Regions from separate parts of the Sus scrofa genome. Here region 2 is linked to region 1. Evidence: chromatin contacts called from public Hi-C data. All regions are on one chromosome and are shown on one strand. Each heading gives the region's core, a stretch centred on a gene start, on an enhancer-like site or on the middle of the called end of the contact. The rest is flanking DNA. Distances are from core to core; before and after follow the strand shown.

What was found. Hi-C and Micro-C count contacts between places; a contact is called where the count stands out from the background.
Region 2: a Hi-C map of subcutaneous adipose tissue shows a contact between it and region 1, with 3 times the contacts expected there. The contact joins the enhancer-like site here to the promoter of RAB13 in region 1. A contact is called at or near these places in 4 of 5 promoter capture datasets (fetal liver, fetal skeletal muscle, liver and 1 more), 33 of 47 Hi-C or Micro-C datasets (adipose tissue, alveolar macrophages, blood and 16 more) and 2 of 2 datasets of contacts at active chromatin or transcription factors (alveolar macrophages and skeletal muscle).

The regions. Positions count from the first base shown.
Region 1 is chr4:95,702,285-95,707,106 of Sscrofa11.1, reverse strand. RAB13 (ras-related protein Rab-13) reads right to left here and starts at 2,014. Exons shown (of 8, transcript XM_013997080.2): 1 at 1,754-2,014; 2 at 365-425. The coding sequence starts at 1,877.
Region 2 is chr4:95,870,742-95,875,563 of Sscrofa11.1, reverse strand. No RefSeq gene overlaps it. Among named protein-coding and RNA genes, the nearest start is that of SLC27A3, 30 kb to the left of the region's middle. Within about 2 kb of position 1,978, at least 24 of the 83 cell types and tissues checked have an H3K27ac peak or open chromatin away from gene starts, as enhancers often do. A contact at or near this core is called in adipose tissue, alveolar macrophages, omental adipose tissue and 2 more, where this site is marked.

The DNA of each region.
Region 1 (4,822 bases), core at 765-3,264:
ACTAGAAGGGAAATGGTTATAAAAGGTAAATGAGGAAGTCTGGTTTAGAAATCCTGGGGAGGGGGGTGGTTTGGAGTTCCTGTTATGGCTCAGCGGAAATGAATCTGATTAGCATCCTTGAGGACGCAGTTCAATCCCTGGCCTTGCTCAGTGGGTTAAGGATCCGGCATTGCTGTGACCTGTGGTCTAAGATGTAGCTTGGATCCTGCGGTTGCTGTGGCTGTGGTGTAGGCCCTCGGCTACATCTCCAGTTCAACCCTAGCCTGGGAACCTCCATATGCAGAGGGCGCAGCCCTAAAAATACAAAAAAAAAAAAAAAAAAAAAGAAGAAGAAGAAAAGAAATCCTGTGGGAGGTTCACTCACCAGACTTGCAGTTTGATCTTTTTCCCCTCTATATCCACAGTGCGAATCTTGAAATCAATTCCTAAGGGTGGAGAATATACACTGAAATTGAGACATGAATGTATATGCACGTCAAAGTGTGTGGTGAGATAGACAGGAATCGAGCAGGAGCAGTGCCAGCAATTCTGCAGGGAGGCACTTGGGAAGCAATCTTGGAGGCAGTGCAAAACGAGGAGGATTTTCTCAAAGCTGTATGTGTAGAGCAAACATACTGTTTTTACAATCAAAAGTAAAGCACATTGATTTTATGGATTTTGTGGGGGAAGGCGATGAAAATTCTGCTGGGAGTCTTAAGGCGTTTAAGGCACTTCTTGGGTCCACTCAGCCATGTCAGCTGACAACTGTCTTAATTCAATTTGTCTCCTCCAAAATATTACTTTCAGATTTTTCCTCTGTTTTCTTAGAACCCTCTACTCTTGGTTCTCCCACCTACCCTCCTGGCCCTAAGGGTAAAGAGCGAGAAAAAAGGTAGCTGATGCCAATCTATGCGAATTAACTCCTAAACCAAATTTGCAACCGAGAAAGCTTGGGGCTAAACAAGATTCCCTCAGAGACTGACTTAGGAGAGAGGGGCATTTTCCCCTCCCCTTTCTAACCAGGATTATCTTGAGACTCTCCTTGTCTTATTTCCCAGGCCAGAGATCCAGAACCAGGAGAGGGGAGGGGGGAAACAGTGTCCTTAGGGCAAACTTGTGCACCTCCCCCAAGCCTGTTGGGAGCTCCAGGGAGGAGGCTGAGTCACCAGGCTGACTCAGAGACCCCAAAAGTCCCCTCACTCCCACCTTCCTCACCAGGCTGATTGGATATTCATGATCACAGTCCTTGGGCCACTTTCCAGCACACCCGGCCACTCCGTTCCATCCTCCCCAACCCCCTACTAAGTTGAGAGGCAGGGAGGGTGGAAAGTAGACCGTAAGATGGGGATGCAATTGGGAGAGTGTGCCACTCAGGAGGACGGAAAGAGGTTAGCAGAACTGGGAGCCAGATGTTCAAGGAGAGTGTATACAGGAAACATGGAGAGGGGTCAAGAGTTCTAGGTGGGTGGGGGTGGGGAACAGGAGCTGAGAGAAAAATGGCCTTCGTGTGGATTTGGGAAGGCAAGGGAGACAGGTGGCACCAAGAAAACCAGGGATTGGCACCACCGAGCAGTTATCTGGAGGTCTCAGAGAGGTTAGAGGTCCGGGTGCCATCCAGAGACGCATAAGGGGGACGGGTCTGAGACAGGGGTTGAGGGGCTGGAGTTTAGAAGCCTGACTCTAAGGAGGCAGTTGTGGGCCACTAGTAACCCCAGAGCCTGAAGATGAGGGCCCCGGGGGGAGTCGGGATCTAGGGTATCGCCAGTGGGCTCACCGATGGTGGAGATGTATGTGTTGTTGAAGTTGTCCTCTGCAAAGCGAATGATCAGACAAGTCTTGCCCACCCCCGAGTCCCCGATCAGCAGCAACTTGAAGAGGTGGTCGTAGGCTTTGGCCATGGCGGACACTGGGGGTGCCGGGGGAGGGGTGGGGAAGCGCCGGGCACCGGGAGGCGGGATTGGAGGGGTGGCCGACTGAGCGGCCGGGAGCCCAGGCCAGGAAGTTTTCCTCCCTCTCCGCCCAGGCTCCGGGAAAAAGGAGAGGCGGCCCTCCTCTGGGCCCCACCCCCTGCCCGCCCACCCCTTTCTGCGGGCCGAGGAAGCCAGCCCAACCTTCAGCTCTCCAGGCTTTCCCTTCTGGAGCAACGTTGGCCTGTTTCTCTAATCGATTCCTCCAGCTTTTGGCTTGCCATCGTTCCCCTCTTTTGACTTCATTCTTCTAGACTGAGGCCAGGAAGGCTAGGGGGAAGTAAAGTAGAGATGTAATCAAAATGACCAGGGGAAGAGGAAGGAAAGGGAATGTTTGGGGGAATAAGGGTGAAGGCTAGGATAACGCTGGGAGTTGGCAAAAATTGGGGATTTTTGGAGGGGCGACTCAAGGAAAATAGAACCGTTCTATTTTCTAGAAGGGGCAGTTCTAGAATTCTGGTGTTATTGTTCCAAGCCCTTAGTTTCAGAATCCCAACTTCATTTGAAAAAAGCGGGATGCTTGGAGTAGGTGGCTATTTGTTGAGTCAGTCTGCCCCCTGGTGGCACAGAGTGAAAAATTGAAATTAACAGTACCATCGAATCAGTCCCCCACCCCCACCCCGCTTCCACCATCACCTCCATCCCTAGCTGCGTGCACCCGCACCCTTCACCTAGATACATTCTGGAGCTTCATTTTGAACAGTCTTCCTTCTGGGACCCTGTGTGTGAATTCTCTGAGAAGCCAGCTCAAGAAGACAGAGATGGAGACCACAAGTCTCTGGCCTCATTCTTTTGATGAATGTGGATCTTTTAACACAGCCCTGAGGCAATACTCCTAACACCTCACTGAACAGACTGTGAATGTGTAGCCTTGGCAACCTGGAAGCTGAAATGCAGAGAACATGGCTATAAAGAAACTAGTTTATCTTTGCCTTTGGAAAAAATTCTTCAAAATATCTGCTTTTCTTACAGTGGGTCGGTAGAATAGTTCTTGTACGATGCACTGGTTGAGAGGGCATCTTTGTCACTTATTCCTGTCACCTTCTGTGCCGATGCTTGTCCCTTCTCAAATACAATTATTCAGTCCCCATTTGTCCTTTATCCCATCATCCATTATGTCTTCAAGCTTCATGACAAAGCTTGAGTGTTCTTTACTTCTCTTCTCTGGTCAAATTATCTCTCCTTGGTCCTTTAAACGATTCTTCAGTTTTCATGTACTGTTCTGAAAATCCATCAGTTCTTTTTGTTTTGTTTCTTTGTTTTGTCTTTTTAGGGCTGCACTCATGGCAAATGGTTCCCAGGCTAGGGGTCATATCAGAGCTGCAGCTGCCGGCTAACACCACAGCCACAGCAATGCCAGATCCAAGCTTTGTCTGCAACCTACACCACAGCTCATGGCAAAGCTGGATCCTCAACCCACTGACCAGGGCCAGGGATGGACCTTGCATCCTCATGGATACTAGTTCGTTCTTAACCCACTGAGCCACAGTGGGAACTCCTCTATCAGTTCATTTTTGTTTAATTTTATTTTGTCTGGATCTGAACTTTTCATCCCCGCCAATATCTTATTCTTGTTCACCTCTCTAAATTGTATTTAATCTGGTGCATACACGCTTTCACTGGAACCCCATCTTCATAGTACTCTCTCCTTAGCTCTCAGAGCTTCTGCAACACTGCCTTCCCTCCACCTCCCAATTTTGGCAGGTTCATTCTGGCCTTGGTTTTGTATTCACAAGCTTTTCCCTCAGCCTAAAATACTATATCCCTCCAGATTGTTGCTAGGTTGATTCCCTGTCTTTCAAATTTCAGCTTAAATGTCACTTCTTTAGAGGTTTTTCCTGCCCAGCAGTATTGTGTTGGAACCAATTCTTTTTTTTTTCTTGGCCATGTCCAGGCCAGGGATCAAAGCTGCACCACAGGAGCAACCCCCCAGCTGCTGCAGTGACAACACTGATCCTTAACCTGCTGTACCACAAGGGAACTCCTAGAACCAATTCTTACTGGCTCATGAGAACAGACTATGCTTATCTCTTCCCAAATCTGTGTTTAATAATGTCACATTGGTAGTCCAAAACTGGTCATAGTGAGAGTATTTACAGCACCGAAATTAGCAAAGACAGCAAATCAGGGCTCGCCTCCATAAAGCCAGTTGTTAAAGTTTTACCAGCACACTTTTGACTGGAACTATTCCATTCCTTTGGAGTTAACCACGTCCCCAGTGCCATTTGGGTCATCTTCATCCCTCCGTTATGACAAATGGACATTCTAATCTTTTGAGGATTATTGAAGAAGATGATGATTGGGCCTTCATTTTTTTTCCTTCTTCTCATTCCTTGTCAGACGTGTCAGTGCTGCCAAGATTAGAAATCTTGGAAGGGCAGTGCTGGTGAAAACGTGGGTGAAAGGAAGTGGGAATGTAAATTGGCACAATCTTTTTGGAAGGCAGTTTAGTAACATAATTTGGACAATTTTTTTTTTCTTTTTTTGGCCAGACCCATTGCATATGGAAGTTCCTGGGCCAGGGACTGAATATGAGCCACAGCTGCAACCTGCATCGGAACTGGGCAATGCAGAATCCTTAACCCACTGTGCTGGGCTGGGGATTGAACCCGAGCTGCCACACAGACAACACCAGATTTTTAATCGGCCACAGTGGAAACTGCCTGGACAATTTAATAGCTCTGGGCATCACTTTCCAAATCTGTAAAATGAGGATAATAATATTATCAAATCCAATGGGGACCTGCTGTATAGCACAGGGAACTCTACCCAATACTCTGTGATAATCTATATGGGAAAAGAATGTGAAAAAGAATGGATGTGTGTGTACATGTGTGGCTGAATCACTTTGTTGTACAGAAGAAATTATCACAACA
Region 2 (4,822 bases), core at 729-3,228, 170 kb before region 1:
GCGCAGTGGTTAACGAATCCGACTAGGAACCATGAGGTTGCGGATTTGGTCCCTGCCCTTGCTCCGTGGGTTAACGATCCGGCGTTGCCGTGAGCTGTGGTGTAGGTTGCAGACACGGCTCGGATCCCGCGTTGCTGTGGCTCTGGCGTAGGCCGGTGGCTACAGCTCCGATTCGACCCCTAGCCTGGGAACCTCCATATGCCGTGGGAGTGGCCCAAGAAATAGCAAAAAGACAAAAAAAAAAAAATGTTTCTTGTGGAGAAAGGCGAAATGCTTATGGCCCACAAAAATCAGACATTTAAAAAAACCCACAGGAGTTCCCATCGTGGCTTAGTGGTAACAAACCCAACTAGATCAAGTTGGTTTGATCCCTAGCCTCACTCAATGAGTTAAGGATCTGGTGTTGCTGTGAGCTGTGGTGTAGGTTGCAGACGCAGATTAAATCCCACGTGGCTGTGGCTGTGGTGAGGCTGTCAGCTGCAGCTCCAATTCGACCCCTAGCCTGGGAACCTCCATATGCCGCAGGTGGGGCCCTAAAAAAACCCCACACACATACATACCAAAAAACCCACAAAAAAACAAACCCCAAAACAAAAACCACAGATGTGAGACTGCAAGGGTGCAAGCAAGTGGTCAGTAGGAAGTGGCAGCCATGGGCACAGAGCGGGAGCTGGGGCTCTGGGACAGAATTGTTGGTGGCAGAGCCTGGGGCGGCTCTCTAGGTGCTTAGGTTATTCCTGTGCCCTAGGTCTGTCACGCTTCCACCAACATCCAGAGTCAGTCGAGGTGGAGGGGGTGGGGCCACCTGCTTCCAGTGCCTGATCCGGGGGTGCCGGAGTCTGCCATTTCCTGGGAGCACAATGGCACCACTTTGAGTACTGCCCATCACCGGTGAGCACCAGCCAGGAGTGTGGCGGGGTGGCAGGCTGTGGGCCACCACACAACCACAGACCCCTGACTTCTGCATCCTCAGGGTGATGCTGCTGCCGCCTGGTGGCATCCTCCACATCACCAGTGTGGGCCAGGCTGACATGGGCATTTACTGCTGTATGGCACGAAATGTGGCCAATGCCTGCCACAGCCAGGATGCTCAGCTGACCTTGAAGGGTAAGCAAGGGCTAGGGAATCAGAATGGGCACTGGGCAGAGAGGAGGGTGTGAGAGCTGGTGCCACTGGGAGTGGATGTGGCTGATGTGGTTGTATATGGTACAGATACTTTTGCACGCTGGCCGTACATGAGGACTGTGCTGGGTGTGGGAATACAGCAGTAAGCAGATAGAACAGGCTGGGTGCATCGATAGCTTCCCAGAGCTTGCAACTGAATAGAGAGGGAAGTGGGGTGGGAACCCAGGGCAGACGCCTCTAACCCAGCCTTGGGCTGTGGTCAGGGGCCTTGGGAGAAAGCTATACCAAGCTGGGTGTTGAAGGGTGAGCAGGGAGGTAGGTCAAGGTCAGAGAGGTGGGGAGGGTGGCATCCCTGGCACTGCCTTGTGCAAAAGTTCAAGGATGAGAAAAGCACGGTTCATGCAGGCAGTTCCATGCTGCAGTTCCATAGAATGGGCAGAATTCAGGGTAACAAAGAAATGGTGTGGGTAAGGTAGGTGAGGCCCTTCATGAAAAGGAATTTGGACTTGATCCAGAGAGCAGTGGGGGCCCTTGATGGGTGTAGAGTGGTGGGCTTCTGTGTCTTAGCTGGGAGTGGATGCTGGGGTGTTGCTTGCATGTTCATGTGTGTACGTTTGCACGTTTCCTCCTGAGGATAAGGATGAAAATAGCTTTGTACCTGAGGTGAGACATCAAAAATGACCCCAAATGCAGACCAAGTGGGGCGGGAGAATTTGGGGCCTAAGGTAAGGGTCACAGAGGAGCCTAAGAAGAATTGGCACCTAGCAGGAAACTGAGGTAAGACTGATGCCAGAGTCTGAAGCCCAGATGCCAATGGGGATGTGAGAGGAAGGCATGCCTGAATCATCCACTAGGGGGCCCCACGGTATAGCTAACTAGTGAATCTTGGGCAAGCATTGAGGTGCCTCCACGTGGACTTTGAAAACCTCTGACAGAATTTCACCAAAGGCTGCTTGTTAAACTGAAGATGGAAAGGGGGCATCTATTGTGTCTCTGATCTGGACTACCTCAAAACCGAAAGCAGGGTGGGGAATCAGGGCCCCCTCCTTGAGAGTAGCGAGAAAAGCCTAGCCTGGGTGGGGTTCCTCTGGCCTTCTACTTCCTGTTCCCATCAACCATCTGGAGCAGGAGGGCAGGGCAGGATGCTAGGCTTCCATGATGATCAGGGCTCCTGGCCAAGTGCCAAGTTATCGGGCAGGCACAGGTCCTCCATCCTGCTGCCTGTGGAAGCAGGGAAATAAATGGCCAGAGAGCTTCAGGCAAATGAGAAGAGGCAGGTACCTGTTGGGAGCAGAGGATCAACCAGTAACTGAGGGTTCGTGGGCTGCCTAAATGTCGGAAAGGGGCCAGGGTCAGCATAGACTCTTCCGCCGGGACAGGAGCTGGAGATTGAGGCCCCCGACCATTCATTCCTAAAGCAACTTCTCTGGGGCAGGCCTTACCCTGGGTAGGAAGCAAGGATACGGAATTTCCCAGACTTCTGAGTGCACAGTGGCAGGAGGGGTATGCGGTCAGCTGTCTAGTGCCAGATTTGAGTCCCACCTCTGCTAGTCCCTCTGATGTTGAATAAGTTACTTAAGCTCCATGGCACTTGGCTTTCTCATCTGTAAATTTGGAGAAATAAAAGCTCTGGCCTCACAGGCTTTTCAGGGGGATGATGCATGTGGCACTCAGAGTATAATGCCTGTGGAAGGGTTTAGCCAGGGAAAGGTGAAGGGTTATTATATGGACCAGCTCACTGAACAGTCTGACCAGGGGGAATACAACCCTTTTGGCCAAGGTAGTCCATAGCCTGAACTAGAGCTTATGGGAGACAAACTGAGGAGTGCCTGGCCCAAAGTAGGCCCTCAATATATGATGGCAGGATGAATGAGTGAAATAGTATTCTAGGCCTTGAGGGAGCCTTAAAGATGTGGAAGACTTTATACCAGTCCTTGAGAAACTTTCATTTTATTTTTAAAAAATTAAAAAAATGTTGGCCCTGCCTGGGTGCAGTGGGAAGAGTTCTGTTTCCTGATTCCTCAACTTGCTGTTTTTACCCCGCAGTGGGATCCCCACAGCTGCTGCAGGAACTCGAGATCCTGTCTGGGCCTCAGAACCTGACTCTCAAGGTATACTGAACAGCAGTGCTGGAGTGCATCACCACAGGCCACCCATGGCCATTAGTCTGCTGGCGCTGCCTGGGTGCGCAGCCACCCTGCCCTGCTTCCCAGAGCCCCCAGCCCTTTGCCTTTCCCCAGCTCTGACCCCTGGCCTCCCCACAGACAGCTGCCCCATCAGAAGGCATCCAAGTCCTGGGCACTGGGAACCCCATGATCTCTGATGTGTCGGTTTAGCACTGGGGCACCTACGTCTGTGCAGCCAATTGGCCAGGCACCCGGGTCTGACACACAGCTCAGGGTGTCCTGCTTGTGCAGGGTGAGCCCCCAGGGCTGGCTGGAGAGAGTCCCGGGGCACCCCATCCCCCCAAGGGAACCTGGTTGGGAAGAGGGACAGGAAGAGGACAAGAGGCTGGACCTCATGGCACCTTCCACCTGCCATTGCCTGCCCAGCTCCCCCTGAGTTTGTCCAGTGGCCACAGTCCTTGTCCAAGCCTCCAGGCAACAGTGCCATCTTCACCTGCGTGGCCCAAGGCGTCCCAGAGCCCCCGTTGGTCTGGTTGAAGAATGGAAAGGGGCGGAGTCCTGGGGATAACCTTCAGCTGACCCACAACAACAGCTACCGAGGTACCCCTGTCCCACTCCTCCACCCTGCCTGACCGCCGAGGTCCCCTCACCTGCCCCCATACAATACACCTACATACAATACCTACACTTGCTCTTCACAAACCACACAACCCCCCTGCAAGTACCCCCCACTCACAGAAGGCTCTGCCCTGCCCGTTCCATATAATCAATGCCTACGCACAGCTGGTGTCCTTCTGTCTCTGGTCAGGTCTGTGGGTCTTGCCACCCCACTGGGGCAGGAGACTTGGCAGGAAGACTATCCCTCCAGTGCCTGTGTTTGTTTTTTCCTAGCACACTGATGCTGGCAGGGATCTCAGCCAAGGATGAGGCCATCTACCAATGTGTGGCAGAGAACAGTGCAGGCTCCAACCAGGCTAGTGCCCGCCTGGCTGTGACAGGAGACCTTGAGCCACCCCCTGCCTCCAAGGGTCTGCAGGCAGTGGCTCTCTCCCCTTCTGCCATCCAAGTGTCCTGAGAACATCATCAGCTATGTGCTGCACCTCCAGCCTGTGGGAGGTGAGTGTAGATGGGTGGACAGAAGTCCCTGGCCCCAACCCACTTCTGCCCCTGACTGGGAGTGTTCCTGGGCGAGTCCCTCTCATTCTTAGTGACCTCCCGGGCCTGACCAGGACTCTGGGTCTGTGGCCTTCTGGTACTTCCTTCTGCTCATCAGCTCCTTCCTTACCCTCAGCCTTTCTCATTCTGGCTCCAACTTCCGTAGCCCCCTTCCCTGCTCTCTGGAGGTCCAGCTGGGGCTTCGTGCCCATTTTGTGGGGGCTGGTATGTTTGTAGTGAGGAAGAGGAATGCTAGTTGCCAAACTGCTCTTCTTCAGAGCCAGCTGGCCCAGAGCTCTAAGAGGCTGTGGGGAAAGGGACCTTTGAGCATGTCTTCTCCAACCTGGAGCCTGCCACAGCCTACTGCATCCACTTGCGGGCCTATTCAGCAGAGGGCGCCAGCCAGGACTCCACAT